Linked DNA regions of Rattus norvegicus: regions 1 and 3 are each linked to region 2. Evidence: chromatin contacts called from public Hi-C data. All regions are on one chromosome and are shown on one strand. Each heading gives the region's core, a stretch centred on a gene start, on an enhancer-like site or on the middle of the called end of the contact. The rest is flanking DNA. Distances are from core to core; before and after follow the strand shown.

The links. A called contact is a pair of places that touch in the nucleus more often than the background predicts.
Region 1: a contact with region 2 is called in a Hi-C map of kidney, with 3 times the contacts expected there. The contact joins the promoter of Arl8b here to the promoter of Bhlhe40 in region 2. A contact is called at or near these places in 2 of 12 Hi-C or Micro-C datasets (kidney and mammary epithelial cells).
Region 3: a Hi-C map of liver shows a contact between it and region 2, with 4 times the contacts expected there. The contact joins the promoter of Edem1 here to the promoter of Bhlhe40 in region 2. A contact is called at or near these places in 6 of 12 Hi-C or Micro-C datasets (kidney, liver, mammary epithelial cells and 2 more).

Annotation. Positions count from the first base shown.
Region 1 is chr4:143,301,832-143,306,274 of GRCr8, forward strand. Arl8b (ADP-ribosylation factor like GTPase 8B) reads left to right here and starts at 2,800. Exons shown (of 7, transcript NM_001024332.1): 1 at 2,800-3,105. The coding sequence starts at 2,983.
Region 2 is chr4:143,171,672-143,175,945 of GRCr8, forward strand. Bhlhe40 (basic helix-loop-helix family, member e40) reads left to right here and starts at 2,779. Exons shown (of 5, transcript NM_053328.2): 1 at 2,779-3,177; 2 at 3,346-3,415; 3 at 3,694-3,801. The coding sequence starts at 3,098.
Region 3 is chr4:143,352,314-143,356,815 of GRCr8, forward strand. Edem1 (ER degradation enhancing alpha-mannosidase like protein 1) reads left to right here and starts at 1,362. Exons shown (of 12, transcript NM_001305279.1): 1 at 1,362-1,937. The coding sequence starts at 1,450.

The DNA.
Region 1 (4,443 bases), core at 1,550-4,049, 130 kb after region 2:
ACCAATGAATAAGAGTAAGACTGGGTTAATTACTCTACACAGCTTCCTGGAATGGAGGCTCCATGAAAGTTAGCACGCAGTGCTCACAGAGTTAGAGGCCAGGTACCATCTTCACTTCATAAGCCAGAGAAACAGGCTTCTGAGCTGGCCTCCAACTCGGCCTCCATTCATCTCCTCTATTAGGTTTCAGAGCTGAAGTTCCAGTAGCTAAGCAGCTTAAAAATCACAGAGTGTTAATCTTCTGACAGTTCTGGAGGTGAGAAACCTCAAACCAAAGTGTCCTGTCCTTTAGGGGACAGAGGAAGGACAACCCACAGTGTCCTCCCACAGACAGTTTTCCACAAACCTGTTTCATTGAACTTTGAAACAAATTCTTTTAACATTTATGTATTGATTTGTGCACAAGAGCCATGCCGTGCATGTGGAGATCACAGAGCAACTAGCTATTTTTTTCTCTTTCCATTGTGAGAGGCCTGAAGATAGAACTCAGGTTGTCTGGTTTGGCAGCAATTTTCCTCATCCACTCCCAGTGAACCTTGAAAAATCTAAACTGAGCTCTAAGAATCTAAACAAGGCTCAGCTTGTAAGGTCACTTGCTGTGAAGCCTGGAACCCACATGGTAGAAGAGAAGAGTCAACTGTTACAAATTGTCCCTGGACCTCTACATGTGTGCTGTGGCATGAATACACTCCTGATCCCTCCTTACTCTGTCTGTCTCTGTCTCTCTGTCTGTCTCTGTCTCTCTGTCTGTCTCTGTCTCTCTGTCTCATCTCCCTCTGTCTATTTTTTTCTGTGTCTGTCTCTGTCTTACACACACACACACACACACACACACACACACACACACACACACACACGTCAGTCCACAGGGGCTACAGAGTTACCTCAGTAGTTGAGCACTTGTTGCTCTTCCATGGAGGCTAACAACTGTCTGTCTGTAACTCCAGTTCCAGAGGATACAATGTGTTCTCGTTTTCTCAGGTAAGGCAGGGATGTGGTGCAAAGAGACACCTGCAGGAAAAATCACACATACAATAAAAACAATTAAATCTTCAGGTTACCTCCTGGCTTCCCATCTTCTATCATCAAATCCAAACTAGGGCCCCGTGTCCCACTCCCCCTGTCCCTGAATTTTCTTTCTACCTCTCCCCACTCCAGGTTTCACTGATCTACGCCAGTGTTTTGTATTGTTCCAAGAATAAACTTTTGGCTGCATTTTTGGCTTTAAATGAATGTACTTATTAAGTACACAGCAAATAAAAGTAAAAGAATAAATAGCAAGTAGCGATAGGTAGCCAGGCTCTACCAAATAGCAAGCTCACAACATCCAGCAGAGGCGACTAGAGTAGTTGGTTGAGAGAGCTAAACAAGAAAGCATCAAGTTAGAGGTTTACAAATACGAAGCAGATATCAACTGGGGAAGTTGGGGCAGTCAGCCGGAGTGTCTTTTTAAAAAAATATTTTCAATTAAAATATAATTCCATCATTTCCCCCTTGCCTCCGGCACACCGTCTTTCAACCTCCAAACCACTTCACTGTCCTTCCCCATTCAGGGTCTTTTCCTGGAATGTGCTTCTACCAAAGGTCAGCCTGCTTCTCCTTCTCACTTCCCTCAAGCCTTTCCACTCAGGACCACCTGACTTAAAGACAAGAGAATCTGTTCCAGCTTCTTCTTTGTTCCTCTTCAGTTTTCTTTACAACGTGAAGTACCATGAAGCATTTTCTCCTCTGTTTGCTGTATGTTCTCCACACTGGACTGTAAGCCAGAGGAGGGCAGGGATTTTGCTGTTACTATTGTTTTGCTGTGCTAGAAACGAACCCCATGTCTTTTACGTGCTGGGAAAGAATTTTTTCCCATGAATTAATTTATTCACTTTGCCTCCTGATCACTCCCTGCCCCCCACCCCCTCCAACCTCCCCAGAACCCAGTGCTTCAATACATGCCAGGCAAGCATTCTACCACTGGGCTACATCCCAACCCAAATTCTGATTTTTTTTTATTCCGTGTTCAACTACTCAGAGTATTAACATTTTCTTTCAGGGTACATTGTCAACAAACAATTATAGAAAAATTCAGTCAATAAGTGAATGAGGACCAACTCTTTTAAAAAGTTAATTAATTTAATGTGAGTATACTGTTGCTGTCTTCAGACACACCAGAAGAGGGCATCAGATGCCATTACAGATGGTTGTGAGTCACCAAGTGGTTGCTGGGAATTGAACTGCAGTCTGTGCTCTTAACCATAGAGCCATCTCTCAAGCCCCAACTCTTTTTTTTTTTTTAAGATTATTATGATTTATGTGTTTTGTTGTGGGAGTATGTGCACGTGCTTGCAGAGTGTACGACGGAGGTCAGAAAGCCCTGGATCTGCCCCCCCCCCCCCCCCCCCCCCCTCAGAGCTCAAGTTGTTGAGGGCTGCCAGACTGTGTGTGCTGGGTCCTGAACTCTCCGGTCCACCGAAAGAGCAGCAAGCCCTTTAACCTCCGAGTCATTTCTGTAACACTACCGTTTTTGCTTTTTGAACTTCTGATCCTCCTGCCTACACCTCTCTAGTACTGAAATCCTTGGCCTGCGACTGTGAGGAGCCCAATAAGTTGGGAAAAAAAAAATGGTGAATGAACCCACCATGAAAGAGAAAAAACATGTGACAAAGTGAATTGACACCAAGGCGATGACACTGTGCCTTGGGACGCACCACCAGGTGGCGATGTCGCCGGCGGGCGCTCGGAGTCTATGGGACCTCGCCGTTCTTGCCGTGTGCTTCCGCGGCTGCGCAGGGCTGGGCGTGGGGGGGGTAGGGCGAATCATATGACCCGCTGGGCTTCCTGGCTCCGGCCGTCGCAGCCTCCTATCTGTGTCTACCCGAGTCGCGCCGGGGGGCCCGCTGAAGAGCCGTTGGCGGGTTCCGGGCCGATACCCGCTCGTGGGAAGCAGTGTCTGTCGTCGTCCGCGCCCGTCCCCGCTCGCTGCCGGCCGCCGCCATGCTGGCGCTCATCTCCCGCCTGCTGGACTGGTTCCGCTCGCTCTTCTGGAAGGAGGAGATGGAACTGACGCTGGTGGGGCTGCAGTACTCTGGCAAGACCACTTTCGTCAATGTCATCGCGGTGAGCAGCCCTATGAGGTCGGCCTGGCGGGCGTCCGGGGCCTGTCACCTCCCTGAGGGCCGGGCCGTGCGATCCTTTGGGTGTGGGCCTGGGAGGTTTTAGCCGGAGGGTCAGCGCCGGAGGGTCAATTCCACATTGCGTTTTGGTGGGGGGCTGTGTCTTTAAGGCGGCCTGGAAAGAGTTAATCCGAGTCTGTCACAGTTGCCGCCTTTCGGGCTGTGGAGGCTGAAGGGTTAATTCCAACCTGTCACTTGCTCATCCGGACGGGTGAGCTCGGCCTTTTCCAGAACGCCTGCGGCCGGGAAGCCTCTCTGAAATCTCCACTTGGGACGAAGGAGCCGCATTGTGAAAGCAGGCAACCGGTGTGGGCGCATCTGTGAATGCCAGGGGGAGCCTTGGCGCCTCCAGTTCGCTTGGTCTTTGTCACTGGTCCACGGAGAGTCAGAGATCAAACTGATGGAAACTGTTGGCGTGACCATCCAGATCCCAGTATTTATTAAGGCAGGGAGTAAGGGCGAGGCGAGTCTCTGTTTCTCCAGAGTGATTGTGTTAAACGGGCGGATAGATGGATCTGCGTTCAACATAAAGTTAACTATCCTGCAGGGTTTGGTCTTTAGAGAGATTTTTTTTTCCTCCTAGAGAAGGAATTTGTTTGGATTGGGGCGTAGCTTATGCAGGCTCGGGGAAATTGCTTGGAGATTAAATACACTTAAATATAATGTGGTGGTTAATTCAGTGGGAGAGTGGTTGTTTGAGTTTGCGTCGGGGGAAGGAATGGGAGTGAATGTCAGTCTTTGGAGCTGAGGAGTCGTTGCACAGTCTTAGGGCTGTACTTAGAGGGTTGCACTTTACAGTTGTTCCGATGAGAAGTGGCCGCAGTTCTCAGACCTTCAAGAGGCTTGTTGGAATCCTCACACAAGAGACAGCTGAGCTGCCAGACTGGTTTGGCTGCACACTGCCATGGGAGAAACTAGGTAACTTGTGACTCAGTCCCTGCAGTAATAGAGCAACAGGCGTGAAAGACAGGAGCAGAGACTCAAAATTTCTTTTCGAAGATGGCTGAATATAACTATGAGGGAAATGCCTATGCTTCGTGTTGGGCTCTTTCTATATTGCCCCCACCCACACCCCAAGAGAATAAGGCAGAACAAACTTCAGGCTTTCTTTCATACCAGGACTTTTATATAGACTTCGAGCTGTTCGTTTTATATAACCAAGATAAGAATTGGCAATTCCTTGGCAGTCCTGTCTCCTCGACAAGATTGAATTGGTAATCGTGGGTGTGTTGGTATGGTCACTTGTATTTGCTGTGGAGGAGGAGTTAATGCAAGAACCTGC
Region 2 (4,274 bases), core at 1,529-4,028:
CCTCAGCCTGATGGGGCTAATGTTGGAGTATTTGGGACAAATACAAAAGTAGGAATTAGTTTCTGTCTACAATGCCCAGAACTCAGGAAGCTGATACAGGAGGATTTTGAAGTCAAAGCCTACCAGGCATTTAAGGACCTGATAAATAATTTTAAAAAAGTTAAATTGAACAATGCACAGACTTCGTTATTTACAGAAGCAAATAGCGATGGAAATTTACTGATCAGTCAAATAATCTTAAGGGTGTTATTTTCCTGAGCTATGAGCCATGCAGGCAGAATTGCAGAGATTCACTCCTGGGAGGTGGGGGACGGCACAAGAGAGGACATAGCCTCCTTCCTCCAACACAGCTTATTTCCTAGTGGAACTATAGTTTTGGTGCAACCATGACAACACTTCCCCCTTAGAGTCACAGGAAGGTCGCAGCCCTTCCTTACCCCCACCCTACCCTAGTCTGCAAGCACATACCCAAACCTCTAGTCCTACTGCCCACCTCCTGGCAGGAAAGGTGGGAGCATTCATTCCCTCCAGGGAGATTGATGATAACCTGTCAGCAAAGTACGTCTGTCTGGGGAGGAGGGATGAAACTCTAAGCCTGAAAGTGAGGTCAGCCAGTGAACAGTTAGAGAAGCCATCATTTCTCACACTTACTAATGGGTTTGACGCTTGTGAAACATAAACAGGAAGTAGAAGCTTTCAGCGACCTGAAGGAAATGCACTCACAGTTTGGTCAACATGTGAATCCCTGTCCTCTAGGTCGTCAGAATACTGACAGTGAAGACTGACCCACCAAAATGCACCCCGTCCCAGCAGTGACCTCATTTTCCCCAAGTTCCCCAGCCAGGTCACTCCGCAGCAGCGGGGTGACTGACCCTAAGCACGGTAGGGAAGGTTAACAGTCATCTCTCAACTCCCCGAACTTGCAGGGCAGGGGAGCGCAGAGGTCAGTGAAATCCCCAGCCAGGCCTTATTTTAGTCACGACTTTCCACTGGCCCCTTGCTGTGTGTCAGCGCCGCTCACAGCGCCGCAGGTTCTGCGTTTCAGAGGCTTTCCCAGCTCCGGGCTGTTAGAAGGTCAAAGAGACCAGATTTTTCCAATGCAGGTCGGTGGGGGTGGGGCCCGGCGGCCTCCGCGAGATTGAAGAGCGCTGGGGCCCCTGGAGCTGCCCTTGTGCCCCGCGCTCGGGCTTGTGGGTTAACCTCTACTACCTAAACGTCTTGGTTAGTATTAAATTAAAACTTTCTCGTTTTATATTCTCTGCCAGTGGCCCCGATAGACTTTCTGCTGAAGGCAGTCTTCTGATTGGCCTGGTTGGCTCCCTCCCAAAGGTCCTTGTAAATTCAAGGTCAAAATCCGTGCTTGTTACCTCCACTGTCTCCAGCCACGAGCTCGACTGGGTAAGGGGCTCAGTGAGTGTGTGCTGCACATATGTGGAGATTTCACTGTGATAAACCAAGAGGATGGGGCGTGGGAGTGGGGGTCCTCCTGTCTCCTCTCTCCTGTCCTGGAATAGACTGCAAACAGCGCCACCCAAGTTCCTGGTTAGCTTCGGGATCCCATGCCGGCTGGCAGCCCGGTGCGCGGGGGTCACGGCTTGGAAGCCGGCGCGGAGAGGCTTGCAGTGAGCCGAGCTCCGGCCCGCGTCTGGGCCACGTGAAGCGTCACGCCCCGCGCTGCTGCAGGGCAGGCGCCGTCGCCGCGGTTGTGTAACTCTGCAGCCGGAGGGGAGGCGACCCGGACGCCTCTGCATCGGAGGGGGCAGAGGAGGGAGGGAACGCCGGGCACCGTGCCCGGTATCTTTCTGTGCTTGACTAGCCAGGGTGGGTGGGGGCAGTGAGGCACCCTGGAAGGCGGGAGGAGATGGGTGCGCGCCAGTCGGGTGCCAGGCCACCCGCAGGCTGCGCCCGGGAGCTGAGCTCCCGGGAGAGTTGGGGGAGGGGAGGGTCCGCACGGCTCACACGGTCCACGGTCAGGTGCGCTCGGCGTGCTCGGCGGCGGCCTCGGCTGCCCTAGCGCCTGGCCACCAGCCCGCTTCCCATGGGGTGACATCCGCCCCGCCCTCGGTCCCTCCCCAAGGCGGGCAATTCCTGGACACTGAGGCTGAGCGTTGGGGGGCTGGGAAGCCAGGACGGAAAGAAACCCCAGCCTCTGGGGAAGGCCAAGGGGGGCCGACAACTCCCTCCGCTGCGCACCGGTTCCTAGGAGCGGGCCAGGCGGGGGAGGAGGAAGAGGGCTGGGCTGGAGCGACCAAGGGGATATTCCTCTCCCGGCTTGAGTCAGACGCGGGCGGAATCCGTCCTCCCCCGTTCCCTCCCAGGAGACGGGAACTTACTTCATTTCCCTGGGGCAGGTTCGCCCACGTTACCAACTCTTCCCCCCGCCCCCCAGCTCCCCAGTTCCTTCCAGCTTCCGTGCCCCCCACCCAGCTGGGCAGGACTCTGGCTGCGCTGCCACCCCCTCTTTCGGGGAAAGGAGGCCGCAGCCGCAGACACCTGGGGCCCGAGGTTTGGGGCGGCGGGGAGGGGGGGCACTTTGCAGCCGCCAGAGCGTTGTCCAACACGTGAGACTCATGTGATGAAGCCGGGGGAGGGCGGGCAGGTCGCTCCTTCCCTCCCCGGCAGCGGCCAGACGTGCTTGGAGTCACAGGGTAGAACACGTAGCTTCTACCCACCCACTCGCTCCCATTTAACCCAGCCCGCAGCCTCTCCTTACTCCTCGGCTCGTCCCCTCCAGCAACCACCGCCCCCCCCCCCGCTCCGCCCTAAGCAACCCCCCCTTTCCCTCCCGCCTCTCCACCCGCCCCACTTCTCATTCACTTGGCTCGCACGGCGCAGACAGCGCAGCGAGCACACACCGCCAGTCTGTGTGCAGAGCGGGAGCCAGAAGCCGTGGGGGACACCCGGTCATGCACGCCCCCAACTGAAGCGACACCTCAAAGCCGCAGCTCCTGGCAGCCCAGCGCATTGCAAGAAGCTCAGGCTAGCTCATAGGAACATACCCCTTGAGACCCTCGGATCCTCCCTTCCAGGGCAGTCCTCTCTCAGACTCTCTGCTAAGTGCAGACAGGAGCGCACAGTGGCCCCTGCTCGCCGCATCATGGAGCGGATCCCCAGCGCGCAACCACCTCCTACCTGCCTGCCCAAAACGCCAGGGCTGGAGCACGGAGACCTGTCAGGGTAAGTGTGCGCTGTGATCCCTTCAAGTCTCCGCTCCTCACCGTGTCTTCCATACCACTCTCAACTTGGGGCATCTCTGGGCATATAGGGGGCTTCTTGCATCTGTAGGACTTCTGCAGCCAGTACGCACTTGGGAGTCACGGCTCTTTCTGGCCTTTCTCCCTGCAGGATGGATTTTGCCCACATGTACCAAGTGTACAAGTCCAGGCGGGGAATAAAACGGAGCGAGGACAGCAAGGTAGGTGCATCCCTGGGGACCCCGTTCCTTAGCCTCTCGCGTGCGCTGAGTTTCCAAGGAAAAGTTTGCTTGTTTGAAGGTTGGCTGGGGGTTTCGGGATGTGATGAGCTTATTGTCACAAGTGAGTGACTTGGGAAAGAAGGGGCAGAGAAGGTGATCCTCGGTGCGTCTCTGCGCCCTCGCAGAATTTTTTTCCCTCTGGTGCTGGGTGGGGAGGAAGGGAGGAAGCTTCGTGTTCCCTTTCTCAGGCACCCACTGCTTCCATTTATTCCTTGCAGGAAACTTACAAATTGCCGCACCGGTTGATTGAGAAAAAGAGACGTGACCGGATTAACGAGTGCATTGCCCAGCTGAAGGATCTCCTACCCGAACATCTCAAACTTACTGTAAGTGAGAACCTGGCTGCGCTCCAACCCAGTTCTTCTGCCCAGAGGGCGGGTGGGGGTCACCCGCCGCCTGCAGGCGTCAACGGGAACTGCAGGCTAGACGGGCGGATCAAAGCTCCTAGTAGTTCTGGTTTGGAGGGAACCCAGACCCAGACCCAGGACTTCCAGGCAGAGGCAGAACCAGAACCATCTGGGGCCTCTTTAAGTTGGCTCCAACACTAGCACAGCTTCCTTTTGGTATTTTTTTTTCTTTCTCACCACCTCGTAGTCTCCCTTAACTTAAAAGGAACAAACCGTGAGATTAAAAAATTATGCCCTTCTCCTTGTCCTCTTACCATCCACGAGAGGACCTACTTTATTTAATGTGTGCCTTTTCTTTTCATCATCATCTTTACTGGTAACCGAAAGCTTTCTGGATTTTCCTTCGGGAAAAGTGTTTGGAAAGGAAGACGAAAAGCCTGCATGACTGGAAG
Region 3 (4,502 bases), core at 112-2,611, 180 kb after region 2:
CAATCTGAGGGCCAGTCACAGATACTCCACTTTAGTTTTTTAAAAAATGAAGATAAAATAGGAATACCGCCATAGTGTTCCAAAAACCTGTTCTACTGACACTTATTGTTGTGCCATGGAAAGCATTTTTCATAAGCTGGGTGGTTTTCTCTAGTTATTAGACTCATCTTTTAAAATCAGGACAGCGTGAGAACAGTTGCTGTCACAGTGGCTGACAGCTGACTAGAGTGCAAGATAAACTTAAGCTAAAATTTGCACAGAAGTAGCTTAAGGAGGAAACAAAGCATATCTTAATGTTCATATTCAGTTTGTGTTAGCTCCAGGGAGGGAGGCAGAAACAGTTAAGAACTGGAGTGAGTTGGTCCCCAGCAACTTAGTCCAGTCACTTTTCTCTCTCATTCTCTTCCTCCCCCCCACCCCCAATACTGCTTGGGCCTTTGTCTCTCACAAAATAAGCTCTTACAGGCGCTCCAAGTGTAGAAAGCCACAGCCCTTAAAAAATGAAATCTGTAACCTTAATTATAGGAATTAGGACTTAAAAGGGATTAAACCCCAAATCTGCCCTACATTTCCAAGGTTGCGCCGCCTTGCACTGTGGAGATGATGGGAAGGTCAGGAAAAGATGTTTAAATAGATTTGATGAAAATGATTTGGTGTTACTCTCCAATCTCGCTTTGATGGGGATTGGATGTGATTTCGGAGTATTTTAGAAGTATCATGAATGATTCTTCCAAAGTAAGGCATTCCACTAAAAACAAACAAAAAAAAAACCCCAAACAAACAAACAAACAAACAAAATCAGGACAACAAAAACTGGATGACATTTCATGCAGTCTTGACCGGGGAAATCTAGACCTTCCCTAGATATTCATTCCTAGTAGGTACCTCCTTTGCTTAAAGGCCCTGCCCCTTAGCTTTCTCACCCTTACTACTCCAGACCTGGACGGGCTTTCTCCTATCCATCTTCAAGAAACATTCTGTTCAGGAACAACATTTACTCGGGCTAGGGTGGGTCAGAGGCCGCGTCAGTGTCCGGCTCCTGGAGCTCCCGTGCCGCGCTCTTATTGGTTGGAAGTTCTTTCCCCAAAAGCCGGAGCCACCTAGGCTCGCCACGCCAGCTAGACCAGACTCGGAACCGCCCAGGGGGCGTGGCCCGGCGGCGGGGCGGGGCCTTGCAGTCCCGGTGGCCTATAGAGCTGGAGGGAGTCCCCGGCCGCGCCCCTCGAGGCCGGGCCCGTGCGAGGCCAATCCGGGGCGACCGGCGGGCGAACGCGGGGCCAGGCGGGCCGGGCAGGTCCGCGGGGCGGGGGACAATGGATCAGTTCCTGGTGCGTCACGAGGGAGTTCCTTAAAGGGGAAGTGAGCGGGCTCCCGGCGGACGCGCGGGGAGGCCGTCGGCTGGGGACGCGCCCGGCGCTTCAAAATAATGCCCGCGGCGGCCGCGCGACCATGCAATGGCGAGCGCTCGTCCTGGGGCTGGTGCTGCTGCGCCTCGGCCTCCACGCAGTGCTCTGGTTGGTCTTCGGGCTGGGGCCCAGCATGGGCTTCTACCAGCGGTTTCCGCTCAGTTTCGGCTTCCAGCGCTTGAGGGACCCCGACGGCTCGGGGCCAGTTGGTCCTCCGGGAGGCCCGTCCTGGCTTCATCGGCCAAGGCGCGGGACAGAGGGGCGGCTCGAGACCCCGCCGGGACCAGGGCCGGGACCGGGCGTGTGCGGCCCGGCGCACTGGGGCTATGCTTTGGGCGGCGGTGGCTGCGGCCTGGACGAGTACGAGCGGCGCTACAGCGGCGCCTTCCCGCCGCAGCTGCGTGCCCAGATGCGCGACCTGGCGCGGGGCATGTTCGTCTTCGGCTATGACAACTACATGGCGCACGCCTTTCCGCAGGACGAGCTCAACCCCATCTACTGCCGCGGCCGGGGGCCTGACCTCGGAGACCCGTGAGTAGCCCGCGCGCTGCCTTCCGCCCCTCCGAGTCTTTGAGAGGACACCAGGGTCTTTAGGATCCGCCGTAGTCCGAGGTTCCTCTTCTCCGCTACCCGGTGGACTGCCATCCTCTTGATTCTCCCTGACCCTCCAAAGTTCTGGTCCCTGACATTTTCTGTTGCAGATGGGGAAACTGAGGGCCAGAGACCGGAAGGGACAGTCACAGTGTCCCTCGCTTCAGATGGACACATTAAGTGCTAGTTATATAGGTTTCCCTTGGAAAACTCAGCTTCAAAACGAGCCTTCCCCTTTCCTGATCAAAATGCCACACCCAAAGCTTTTTAATATGAACATTAAGGAGCGGGTTCCTAGAAAGGGGTCATCCAGTGAGTTGGACACCGGGTTGGGATGAGGGGTTAAGCGTTTCTCCTTCCCAGGGACCGCTTCCTAGACTGAGGGGAGCTTGTTGGGAGGGATGGTAGTTGCCTGGCTCAGATTTGCCATCTGGATCCTCGAAGGATGATTTCTTAGGCGCAGAGTTGACTGACACCGTCAGTGCTTGGTATCATCGTAAACACCAGTGGGGTGATGGTGCTGTCAGAAGGTCAGCCAGTCCTAGCCCACTAGCCACGTATGGGAAGGTGGAGTTCCGGGGTTACTCTAGTGGACTTCAAAGTCCAAGAGAGCAGGACATCCAGCCAAGTTCCTCCTCCCTGAAGGGTGTGCACTGCCACAGTCCCAGTCAGGCTGGTTGGTGACTGTGATGTTTCCCTCTCCTTAGATGGGAGTGTAGTTGGGGTGTTCATTGTCTTGGCATTCTACATGGAAACTTGGACATCTGGCGTGTATGTTTTCTTTACCTGGTGGGAAGCTATGGAGGATTCTTAGTTTCTAAAAGGAAAGCTATGGGCTGATGAGATGACTCAGCCAGTAAGGGCCCTTGACACTTTGCTCAGAAGTGAGTTTGATTCCCCAGGACCCACATGCAAGAAGAAAAAAGAACCGAAGAGACTCTTGGAGTTGTCCTCTGACCTCTACACACACTCTGTGACTCCCACACACAAGCTAGCTAATACTCTAAAAGGGCGTAAAGAGTGGGTTGGTTATGTGTAGATTTGTGCCTTAATTTGCAGCCTGATGAGCGAGTAAGAGGGAGCACCCCACACAGAGGGACAGGGTGTTTTCGTAGTTGTAGCAGGCTGATGAACCACATCGGCCTTTGTACATGTTAAAAAACAAAACAAACAAAACAAAACAAAACAAAACAAAACCTCCCTGCTTTCTGTGAGCAGTGCTGGGAATTGAACACATGGCTCCATGTAGGTCTTTATAGCGGAGCTAAATTCCATCTCTTTCTTTATGTAAATGTATTTTCTCCCAGTTTCTTTGGAGGAGGGGACTAAACAATTTTGTGAAGTAACATCAGTCCTTTGGGGGGTTATAGGAAGGGAATGAGTTGTCCCACTCCTAAGAGACACAGGGGAGACTGTACCTATGGCTGTGTTTTCTTCAATTCCAGCCTTTCCCTTTCTTCCCTTCTCTTCTCTTCTCCCCTCCTTTTCCTTCCCCTCCTCTTCTCTCCCTTTCCTTTATCTTGTGAGAACAAATTTCATTAAATCTGAGAGGGGAAACTGAAAAATCCCACTAGTTATTTTTAGCAGATCTTTTCTGCCAGTTCCTGTCCATATGGCAGTTCTCTCTCTCTCTCTCCCTCTCTCTCTCCCTCCCTCCCTCCCCCCTCCCCTCCCCCTCTCCCTCTCTCTTCCTCCCTCCCTCTCTCTTTCTTCCTTTCTCCTTTCATGTACCTGCAACTTAAGTATGTGCCTATTTTGGATATTTTTGTTTTGTACCAAAAGTCAACCAAAGGTTAACAGTTGACATTGAGACACAGAAAAGTTTGAAAATCTGTAGATGACCTCCCTTAAATATTTTACAGGGCATTTTTCATATGTTCCCAACTGAACCTTAAGCACAGCATCAGTTATGTTCCTGTCAATTAGTCCTCATTGTCTTTCTCTTTTCTTCTTTTTCTCTGGTCTGGGAACTGCTCTGCCGTTGGATGGTTCTTCCATAATTCCTTCCTTCCTTCCTTCCTTCCTTCCTTCCTTCCTTCCTTCCTTCCTTCCTTCCTTCCAGTCTGTTAGTCTTTCTGGCTTCTTTTCACGTTGAGGATTGTTCTAACGTAACCAGGAGTGTTGCATTAAAAGCTCTAGCTGCCCTAGTAAGCTGGGCTTCGCCTCTCATCCCAAGGGACCAATTAAAGAGACAATTACTGGCACAAAGCAGAGTAAAGAGTCTTAATTAACCTCCTGGGAAGAGGTACAAGCATAGGGGTCCTGCTATCTCGGAGTTGGGCTTCAGGGACCCGCCATGAGCCCTAGGACGAACTAGAGGAAGAAGGATTGGTGCAGAGAGTATAGGAGATTTAGCGCTAAGCAGTCTGGGTCAAGTTGTGGTCTTAGCCATTATAGTAATAGCTCAGTTCATATGAGTTGAGCCTGTTAGCTAGGAACAGTGTGAATCTGTTCCTAGTTGTCATTGCCTAACTGAGAGAGCAGGTCTTGTAAGATGATCTGCCT